Linked DNA regions of Muntiacus reevesi: region 2 is linked to region 1. Evidence: chromatin contacts called from public Hi-C data. All regions are on one chromosome and are shown on one strand. The core of a region is the stretch at or near the end of the contact, and the rest is flanking DNA. Distances in the headings are between cores, read along the strand shown.

Region 1 (5,088 bases), core at 623-3,122:
GCTTCTCTCGTGGTATCAGTCTAAAAATGGAAAATGTGGCCTTAAACTCTTTAGTCTTACCGTGATCAGTATTTCAGTTTGTCATCTGTGTATGTGACTAGACTACTGTTGAATAAAATTACACCTCAGTCTCATTGATGTAGTGGAAGACAGCGAGGATGACTGTCACTGGAGATACAATCACACCGTGAGGCTGATCATTTAAAATATTCAATAGGCTATATCAATCTAAGCATGCAGCCTGCTATAGAAATAGCAGGCAACCAGGCAAAATAACCAGTCTGTAAAGAGTGTCAGTGTTTTTGAAAAGTCTTTTTAAGATGTCTGCCCACAGATTTCAATCACAGCTGAAAAATATAGAGACCTGTCCTTGGGAGTAAAGACATGAATTAAAATCTTCACTCCTCTATCAACTGGGAAAAAAAGACAGTCCATTTTTGTGCTTCTATTACATACATTCTAGACCCTTTTTTATACATGACCTCATCTAATCTTTATAACATCACCAACAGATAGGTCTTTTTTCTCTTTTAAAGATTAAAAAAAAGATAAGTAAATTTCAACTAATTAGAGTTGTGAGATTTGATTTTAGGTCTTAACTATTGTTCACTTAAGAATTCATTGCCTCTGTGTAATTACGAAGTAAGTTATTTACTGTATTTGCTTGTTTTTATATACGCAGAAAAGGAATACAAATACAGTACTGTGTTGTCATAAAGATTTAATGACATATGGAAATTCCTAGCTCAAAACTCAGCCTGTAGTAAGTACTCAGTAAACACTGCTGAATCTGAATACCCACAGTTAAAGCTTGCCTTGTAAAAAACTGTGAGACAGATGAAATATGGTTTTTGTTGCTGACCACCGCTTTCCTGTCTATCCATTAGAGAGACTGTGTGATCTTTTTACTCTTTCATACAATATCTGCTGTCACGAAAGGATAAATACCGCTGTAAAGAAACCTCGACCCGTCATCACTCCCAGGGGCACACGAGTTTTGCTAAAGGGCAAAAACCCCGAAGTTCTATTGATATAATTTACAGCTTCTGTAAAAAACGGTGGAGGAAACATTGTGGGAGACTGAGGAGATCCTCTTTGTTGTTTCTGGAATAATTACCAGCAATCAAAAAGCAATTATAGATCTGAAGGATTATAGACTAAGAAGCTGGCTCATAATTATTTTAGAGACCCGTGGATTGACTCAATATCTGAAGATAGCTGTAGTCCCAGTCTGAAATCAGCTGAAGATCCCAACAAAGTGTACAAGGCAGAGTGTGGAGTGTCTGTAACAATACGGGGGCCGAGAAGTGAAAGCCCAAACTACCGCTTGTCGTTTTCCTCTTCCATTCTCCCAAGGCAAACGAGACAGAAAGGGGGAATCAAGCAAGCCCCAGTGGAGGGTCTTACGCTTTATTTGCGGGGATAAAAAGGTAAAACAAAATTTCTTAGACGATTCCTCTTTCTCCTTGCTGCAGAGGGAAAGACAAGCTCTCTGACCCCAACTCCCACTGCCCCTGGGTCTCTTAAAATCCCGCCATCCTTCCCTCCCCTGCGTTTCGCCAGGGACCTCCTCACTCCTTAGTCCAGGGCTTCGCCGCCAGGATTTCTTGCTGCTGTTTCTTGTCGTATTTGTAGATTTCATCGATACTCTGGGCTTCCTGCATGTTGTTGGCTAGCTCCCACGTTTTCTGGGCCATGCCACTCCCGGAAGCCGCCATCGCCGAGGAATCGGATAAGGTGTCGCCTCCGCAATTGAGACGCAACTTTACCTAGCTAGGTTTTCGGGCGTGGGCTCCGGACCCAGCCCACCACAGGTGCAAACTCACACTAGGCTCTCGGGGCAGCCATGACACCCAGCACCGGAGGTGAAGTTGGTACGGACCATCCGCGGGATGGCGGGGGTCCTTGGGGGACGCGGCTATATACACAGCAGTTACACAATAGTTAAGAGGCAGAGGAGTCGTCTCATTACTGGAAAGAGAAATTATTATCTTGGAAAATTATATGTGTGAAATAAGACGAAAACAGTAATTACCTAGGGAATGGTATAGCCTTCTGCACCGGAAGAAGGGCATGTAACGTTATGCCAGAAACGAATTGACCTTCCTTGTTCGTCCTGCGCAGGCTCGGCGTCCGCCATGTTAAAAATGGGTAGATACTTAAAGCTGCAATGGGGCAGAGAACTGTTTTTACGTGGGTGTATGTACTTTTAAGATTGTTGAAAGCCAGAAAAAAAAATGTTTATGGGAAAGTTGACATAGAAGTTGTTCTGAATGCCGCTTTTGAGAGAATGGTAACATGGCCTCCTAGTTTACTTCCCGATGAATCATTGCACATGCGTAAAGCCCTTTGACTTGTAGTGGTTTGGCGCTAAACTTTCCTAGAGGGGCGTTCTCTAGCGTCCCAAGGTGGCCATGGAAACTCGTGAATGGCTATGATCGTGCCATTTGGCGCGTTTGTAAAAATTAACATCTATACGAGCTATTAGTGTTTTGCAAGTGTCCAGTACCCACTTCTTGAAACAGTTTACGGTTTAATCTACATTCCACTGTGGAACCAGTTCTGTCCCCTAAGCCAAATTAATTTAGGGGGGACATGTTGTCATCTAAGAGCTAATACAGTGTTTAATTATTTCATTTATTTCCTTGTTTTAGGTATTCTTCTTTCTTCTCCTATCCCCCATTCCACACTAGATTCTAAGTTCCAAAACACAGGGACCGGGTCTCTATTCCTTGTTTTATCCCTAATACCTACCATAAATGCACAGTTGTTTATATTACTAGGAAAAATAAAGGGGTGGAGGGGAGGAGTTTCACCTCTGCAACTTCAACTTTTAGTTACCTTGAAACTTTGCATAAGTGGTCAGCGTTGCCTGGAGTGCTTTCCCCTTACTTTTCTAACTGGGAGCTCATATTAATATTTAAAAACAGAGCTCAAAGATCTCTACCATGCAATCATTCTCAACTTCTTTCTCTCTCCAGTCATCTTCTTTTCACGACGTCTCTAAATGTCTGTAGGTGCTTCTGTAACTGTTACACATTGAAATAATGTATTTGTTTACTTGGAAGTTTTTCTTTTCACTGTAAGCGGGTGCACTGTGCTCTGAGTTGTATTCTTCATTCCTAGAAAGGTGTGTGACATTTAGTTAAGACAAATATATAGGAATTAAGGAATCCACAGCCCCGCCTGCGGTTTTGACATTATCTTTCTTTTCTTTCTTTCTTTTTTTTTTTGACATCTTTCAAACCCTCATACAAGGTGACTTCAGGTAAAGAACCCTTATCCCCACTGGCCGGGGAAGCTAGAGATCTCTTTTCTAGTGGTGATATATGGCCACTAAGTATTCGGATGAACTGAGTATTTTGAAATTAGTAATAAAGCCTATGTTGTAGTAATAAAGACAAAATGTTGACCAGACTCCTGAGGGAGCAGTAGTGCCTGGAGAGGTGTGCCAACAGTTTTTCTCTACCAACCCTGCCTTGTCCCCCGTCTGCCCCCTCCAGGCTCCCCCCACCCACCGCCCCCAGGCTCTGAACAGAGGCCAGCTGGGGCTTGGAAGGTTTGAAGTGGGCAGAATCAGTTTAGCCTGGGAAAGTAGCTCCCGCAGTTGAACAGCCTCTGGCAGAGTCCCAGCCCAGATACGGGTGAGCTCTGCGGACAGCCGGGCGTCCATGCGGCCTCCGGGGCGGCAGGGGGCGCCCCGGGCCGCGCGCCTCTGCCCCGCGGCCTTAGTGGGGAGGGGCCACGCCCGGCCGTTGGCGAAGGGCGGGCGGAGGGCTCGGCCCGAGAGGCGGAGCCCGGGCGGCTTGTCACACCGCTCCCGCGCTGGGCGACCGCCGTCACTTCGGACCGCGGCGTAGAGCCTCGCTAGGACGCTGTGCTGTTCCCCGACGCCAGCCCGCTTGCCTGAGTAAGCGTCCGTCGGCCGCGGTGGGGAGCGGGCCTGTCGGGGTGTGGCCGGGCTTGGAGGGCGTCCCGGGGCTGGGTTCGCGGCTGGGGGCGGAGGTCTCGCAGCGGCCAGGCTGGCCAAGGTCCTGGGGTTACGTGGGTTGGGGTGGGGTTCCCTGCGTACTGGGGTCTCGTGGCCGCCGGGCTGGGGTTGGAGTCTAGCAGCTGCGGGCCCGGGGATCCCGGACCATTCTGGGGTCTCGCTGCAGTGTGGCTGGGGGCGGTGCTCTGTTCCCGGGTTGCCCTGTGAGTGAGGGTCTTGCCGTCGCCAGACCTGCCCGGGGCGGTGCCTTGGTTACGCGGTCTGGACTCCGGGCCGCAGCTACCGCCGCCGCCGCCCCGGGTGCTGTTGAGATCCGGTTGCCTGACAACGCGTTGACGCTTCCCGAGGAGACTGCCACCCACGGCGCCGGCACCCGGAGACCAGCTGCGCCTCGGTTCTCGTGCCTGCCCTCCCCATCAGCCGCTCTCCGCTGCTCGCCTGTGCCTGCCGAAGCACCTTTCCTTTAATCGGGGTTAATGGTTAACGTTTATTGAGTGTTGTGTCCCAGCGCTGTTTCTCAGTGCTTTGCTTTGCAAGTAAAATTGGATTCCCACAGCCCTGTGAGGTCGGCGCTATTATTATCCAGTTTTCCTTGAGCTTGAACCTGTTGTTTCTAATTGCCTTGATTCCTGCGATTGGAATCACGTTTGAAATAACTTAGCACTGGGATTCATTGAGAGAGGCTTGGTTTCAAGATTATAGGATGAAGTTTAGCTTGGGTTTCTGGGAAGACTAATTTCTATAGTAAGCCACTACCTCGATTCCAAACACCTCTGGAAATGCAGGAGTCTAATAGTAACCTATGGTTTTTCCAGTGGTCATGTATGGATGTGAGAGTTGGACTATAAAGAAAGCTGAGCGCCTAAAAATTGATGCTTTTGAACTATGGTGTTGGAGAAGACTATTGAGAGTCCCTTGGACTGCAAGGAGATCAGTCCTGGGTGTTCACTGGAAGGATTGATGCTGAAGCTGAAACTCCAGTACTTTGGCCACCTCATGCGAAGAGTTGACTCATTGGAAAAAGCCCTGATGCTGGGAGGGATTGAGGGCAGGAGGAGAAGGGGACAACAGAGGATGAGATGGTCGGATGGCATCAC
Region 2 (5,365 bases), core at 1,189-3,688, 300 kb before region 1:
GTAATATTCTGTTGAATAGTTCTTTCAGTTTTACTCATGTTTAACTCCTCCTTGTGCAAAGTTTTCGCTTTCTGTCCAGTAAGAATAATTTTAGTTGGGAGCGGGGACTCCGACTCTTGTCCTTGTACATCTCCAAATCTTTGGGCATGAGCACCATCTATATTTACAGGAGTATAATCGTCAGGATTCTTTTTGGCAGTCTGATGTAATATAGTGTGGACAACTTTCTGAACTAAGATTTCACTCCCAAATTCACCTGGAAAGTGCTTGGTAACAAGTTTCATCGCAACATCATACACATTGCTATTCAAAGATGCATCACTTTCATACTGGAACCAATACACTGTTTCTCTGACCACTCTTCCACCCCATTCCAAAGTAATAGGAAAAGCTTCTGGTAGATTGTCATACTCTTTCCCATCCCAAAAATGTTTGAAGCCACAACCACATTTGCCACCAGTGGACCTGGAATTAGTTCTGTCCCCATCCAAATACACAATAGATCCATCTCCTCTGACTCTTCGCACAGATGTGCCATGGCACCAATTACAAGCTGTCAGGTTACTCAAGCCATAGTCTGGTATCAGGACATCTTTCATTGAATCATATGAGCAAACCAAATTGTTCAAGGGAAAGCTATAATTTTTGTCAGGCCTCAGCTGTCCATGAGTACTTTTTGCCAAGTTATACAGTTTCCCTCCCGGAGCCAACCACTCTGGAGGAACATGAAGTTCAGAAAGGGCACCACAGAGCAAACATTTGTGAAGGCGATTATCCATTACTGCTTTTTTAGCAGCTGCTGTGACTTCTTCAGGCTGAACTCCTATCACACCGGTCCTCCTGTAGAAATACTGATGGACATCAGCCACCAAACTAGGATGGATACCGTGCTTGTCCATAAAGACTTCTTCCATAGCAGCAACAAGCCGAAGTAAGTATTTATCCTGCAAACTTCTGTCTCCTCCAATAACACAACCACCATCCTCCTCAAGTTTGATGTACTTCTTAATGAGGTCCTGAGGCACACCCCATGCTTTAGGAAGCAAATTCATAGGCAGTTTGGGCAAGGCAGCCCCTTTTATGCCTACCAAGGGGATATAATGGTTTCTACCAGAGCTACTCCAAGCGATACAGATTGGTTTGTTCAAATGACCATCTCTGCCGGTGCACTTCTCTGCAGGGATGAGCCCTGGCAGAAAGGTGGCTGAATAATCACCAGAGCTTCTCATGCCACTGAGCGAATCTAACAAAATAATAGGGCGATGAAGCACATTGGCGAGGCCAAATATGTGGATGTTCCGCAGGCCCAAGGGAACCCCCTCAGGCGGTACAAACAGAGGGTCACACTCGTTGATAATGTCCTCCCACTCAGCGGCATCAATGAAGTCATGGAACAGCGCTTGATACCGGGCCAGGTGCTGCTGGAAGTGCTGTTTAAGATTCTCTCTCAAGGCATGCCAGAAGAGCTCCCGGCCCACTAGGGCCCGGGACACAGCATGCACCAGGCAGTGCCCGTCCCCGTCCACATGCACGGGAATGAGGCATTCCTGACTTTTATTGGCCCGCTTTATGTCCTCGAGGGTGTCATGCAAATACAGGAGGCTTCCGGAGCGGTCCTTGCCGTAGCCCACCGTGTTGACATGCTCCGGTTCGATGAGGAAGGCGCGGTCACCCAGCAAAGCGCAATCGAACAACTCGCCCTGGTTCATGTCCCGGAGCAGCTTAGCCCGGCCAGTCTGTTTGTCCATTCCGTAGCGCGCTAATATGGGCGACAGTAGTTTGCAGTGGTAGTTTGAAAGGCCCATCACCTTTACCAGTTCCGTGTTCTTCTTGGGTGCCCCTGTCACCCCGAGCAGCGCGTTCCGCAGCAGGTTGTGAAGCACTACGTCCGGGTCGGTCACCTCCTCCACCCCCAGCAGCTGTTGCTGCTCGTGCCGCTGTCCGCACTCGGTACACTCGATGCTGACGGAACCGGAGGCCGGGAAGAACAGACGCGCCTGGCACTTCGGATCCGGGCAGCTCCCGGAGAGGATTCTCCGGTCTCTCCGCTTCGAGAGCCCCCCCGGAGTAGCCGCCGCCGCCGCCGCCAGGGACGGCGGAGTCTGCGGAGCCTCTGGGGGAGGCGGCGGCGGCGGCAGCGGAGGCGGCGGCGGCGGCTGAGACATAGCTCTCGGCTCTCGAGTCTCGCTCCGCGTCCCAAGCGACCCTCAAAGGCTCATAGCCCAGACCCCCGCCGGCCCGACTCGGTCTCGTCCAGGCCCAGGGCGAATCACTTTCCTTTCCCTACCAGCTCCTCCTCCTCCTAAGCGAAGGCGGAAGCGCCGGACGTTGTTTCTCTTCTTACTTCTCCACTGCCGTAGCCGTTGCCCCGAACGTAACGGCCACCACCCTACCCCGCACTCACACTCACTCACTCTCGCTCGCTCTCCCTCAGACACACAGACATACACGCCCTCCCTGAGACTGCGCAGGCGCAGCTTTCGCTCTGCCCTCTGGGAATTAGAGTCTTTCAGCCTCTCTCCTCGCCATCAAATACTAGGAGCTTGGGTCTACAAAGAACTACAAGTACCGTGAGGCAAAGCGGTTCGGTGCCCTCAGAGAGGAGGAAGAGGAAAACGATAGGCATGGGGGCAGACAGGAAGAGACTCACTCATGTTGCCTTCCGGGAGTTGTAGTTCTAGCTCAATCTCTTTTGTCGTCGTCCCCATCCTAAGGCCCAAGCAAAATGAGTGTGAGAGACCACATTTCCTAGGATGCCCTGCGGTGCGACCAAGCTCACTTCCCCCTTAGGCGGAGGGAAGGATGCAGGGAAGCTTGGTTAAAAACAGAGTTAAAGGGAATGGGTGTCGGAAGCAGAGGGTCTGAAGTTCACGACTCTTAGAAGGGGAGGGGAATGAAAGGCTCTCAGTGAAGAAGGTACAGTAAATAAATGTCCAGCGACATGGCGGGCTGGGAAGTTGAGTGAAATGTTCTAAAGAAGGCTGGAGGTCATAAGAGAAAGGGGGGAGAATAGTGAATTGATTCTCGGAGTGTTACTTAATTTTTTTTCTGTCACACTCCTTTCTTCTCATTCCCGCCTCTATGACAAGCCGCTGAGGCTCTTGAGTCCCCCTTTCTGCCTTCCCTCCCCCCCATTGAGAATCACAGGCGCCATTTGTTTCCTCGTTCCATGTACGTCTTTGCAGTTTACAGTGCAAATAAAAATACCTTTGATGTGTACAGAATTTAAGTACATATCCAAAGTCTTTTAAGTAGTTTTGTTTGCTGCTTACCCTCAGAGAGTAATAACAGCTATCATTTATTACGTTCTTGGTATATGTTTGTCGTAGCATTTACATACACGATAACATTTGATTTTCATAATGTTATAATAACCTTGCTAGGAAACACTTCCTGAAGGGAAATGACTTGCTCAAGTTCAGGAGCTCTCAGACCTTGGTCTGTACCCATTTTACAGACAAGGGACATAGGCAGGAAAGGTTAGACTAGTCTTGTACAAAACAGTAACTAACTTTTAGTCACTATGGCTTTATGGTTTACATAACATGATCACACAGATCATCCCACCCACACTCCTGTAACACCTCTACCAGGTATTGTTGACTCCATTTACAGAAACAGACTAGAAGGAATTAAGTTACTTGTCCAAAGTCCATTCACCAGGATCTCTCAGACCCAGAGAGTGCTTTTATACCACTTCTTATCAGAGAAAAAAGAAAATTTTAAGCCCAGACCTTTTGTTAGGCCTCAGGATTTCCTCTTAGTGACTCAAGGGGCTGTAAGGATGTTTACTGTGTGCTAGGAAACTTGTCTCCTCATGCAAAACACTTTCATATATTAATTGAAAGCTAGTGTTTTTTTGAATACTGTACAGTCGGCCCCTTTCCCTTATCATTCTGGAAACTCTTGCTTTCTGAAACCTTAGATAAGTGCACCACCTCAAAACTTCTGAAACATTTGACACAAAATAGATACATCAGGATAGTCCATGACCCCACTGGAGTTTTCCTTAGCTGCCAAGGCTATTTTTACCTGATTAGGTTTTTTGGAATAAATAAAATTTGATGCTTTGAAATGAATTGTCTATAAACTAGACATTCCTAAAAAGTATTAGTACTGACTTTCACTAATTATTATCTACAATTTTCTTCTAAAGAAATGCGTTTTAGAAATCCTTTAAATGTTAATTATTTTCTTGCTCAATTCTACCTGGCCTGTGCAAAAATAATGGTATCTTTGTATAATAGAGATAGTCACTTAACTTGAAGGGAATAATCTTCAATAAAGTTTTTCTTAAAGAATTGATTCATGCAGGAAACTGTGTTTGTTTCTATTTTAACAGTAGTTTGGTGGTACACTACACAAAAGGTCTTGGAACTGATTTTTAGTTCTAAGTTGAGAAATTAGATATGCCTTTTAAATTGAAATTATTTTCTACCACGACAGAGAAGTTATACCTGTGGTGAAATTATATTTTTCTTATGACCAATGCTGAAGCTCCAATACTTTGGCCACCTGATGCAAAGAGCCAGCTCATTAGAAAAGACCCAGATGCCGAGAAGGATTGAGGGCAAGAGGAAAAGGGGACAACAGAGGATGAGATGGTTGGATATCATCACTGACTCAATGGACGTAAGTTTGAGCAAACTTCAGGAGATAGTGGAGGACAGGGAAGCCTGGCCTGCTGCAGTTCATGGGGTCACAAGGAGTCAGACATGGTTTAGCAACTAAAGAGCAACAACGTGATGAAAGCCTAGGTGAACAAGAAAGATAATGCCAGTGTGCAGTTCTAACATTGTCATGTACTTTCATGTCAGCATCACCAAGTCACGTTTTCCTTGTTGATGATAGATATGAACAGTGAAATGAAATTTTTAAAAATTGCATCTGAATATTTCATTCTAAATTGTACCTTCACAAAATAACTACTTCTTCCTTACTGAAGACTAGCTTGTCAATCATAATCCATTTGACTGGTCCAGTGTTTCTTTATCCATATGGAACCTAGATTAGTTAGAAACAAACTTCCAAAGCTAAATTTGATATCTAAACCCACTTGTTACCATAGTTGTCCTACTTTTAAGGGTTATAATTTTGAAAGAAAAAAATAGAAATACCCTGGATTAAAGCATAATTAATGGGAGGGAGAGGAGGTAAATTTTCAAGCAATTCTAAAATGAGAACTTTTAACCGATCTTTTAACCTGAAAGTCATTTATTTAATGAATCTATAGATGCAAAGTTCAGAAGGTAAGAAAACTAGCATAAATAATATATTAAAATTATTATATGTTGTGTATTAAATGATATTAACCAGGCCAAATCCAATATGTGAATTCTTTACAGGCACTTAGGCATGGATACCT

What was found. Hi-C and Micro-C count contacts between places; a contact is called where the count stands out from the background.
Region 2: a contact with region 1 is called in a Hi-C map of muscle, with 3 times the contacts expected there. The contact joins the promoter of VCPIP1 here to the promoter of COPS5 in region 1. A contact is called at or near these places in 2 of 3 Hi-C or Micro-C datasets (blood and muscle).

The regions. Positions count from the first base shown.
Region 1 is chr12:47,711,870-47,716,957 of mMunRee1.1, reverse strand. It overlaps COPS5 (COP9 signalosome subunit 5), which reads right to left and starts at 1,872. Exons shown (of 8, transcript XM_065903202.1): 1 at 1,576-1,872. The coding sequence starts at 1,718. It overlaps CSPP1 (centrosome and spindle pole associated protein 1), which reads left to right and starts at 3,773. Exons shown (of 26, transcript XM_065903500.1): 1 at 3,773-3,910.
Region 2 is chr12:48,013,059-48,018,423 of mMunRee1.1, reverse strand. It overlaps VCPIP1 (valosin containing protein interacting protein 1), which reads right to left and starts at 2,438. Exons shown (of 3, transcript XM_065902577.1): 1 at 1-2,438. The coding sequence starts at 2,165. It overlaps LOC136145216 (a long non-coding RNA gene), which reads left to right and starts at 2,838. Exons shown (of 3, transcript XR_010658719.1): 1 at 2,838-2,916; 2 at 4,447-4,632.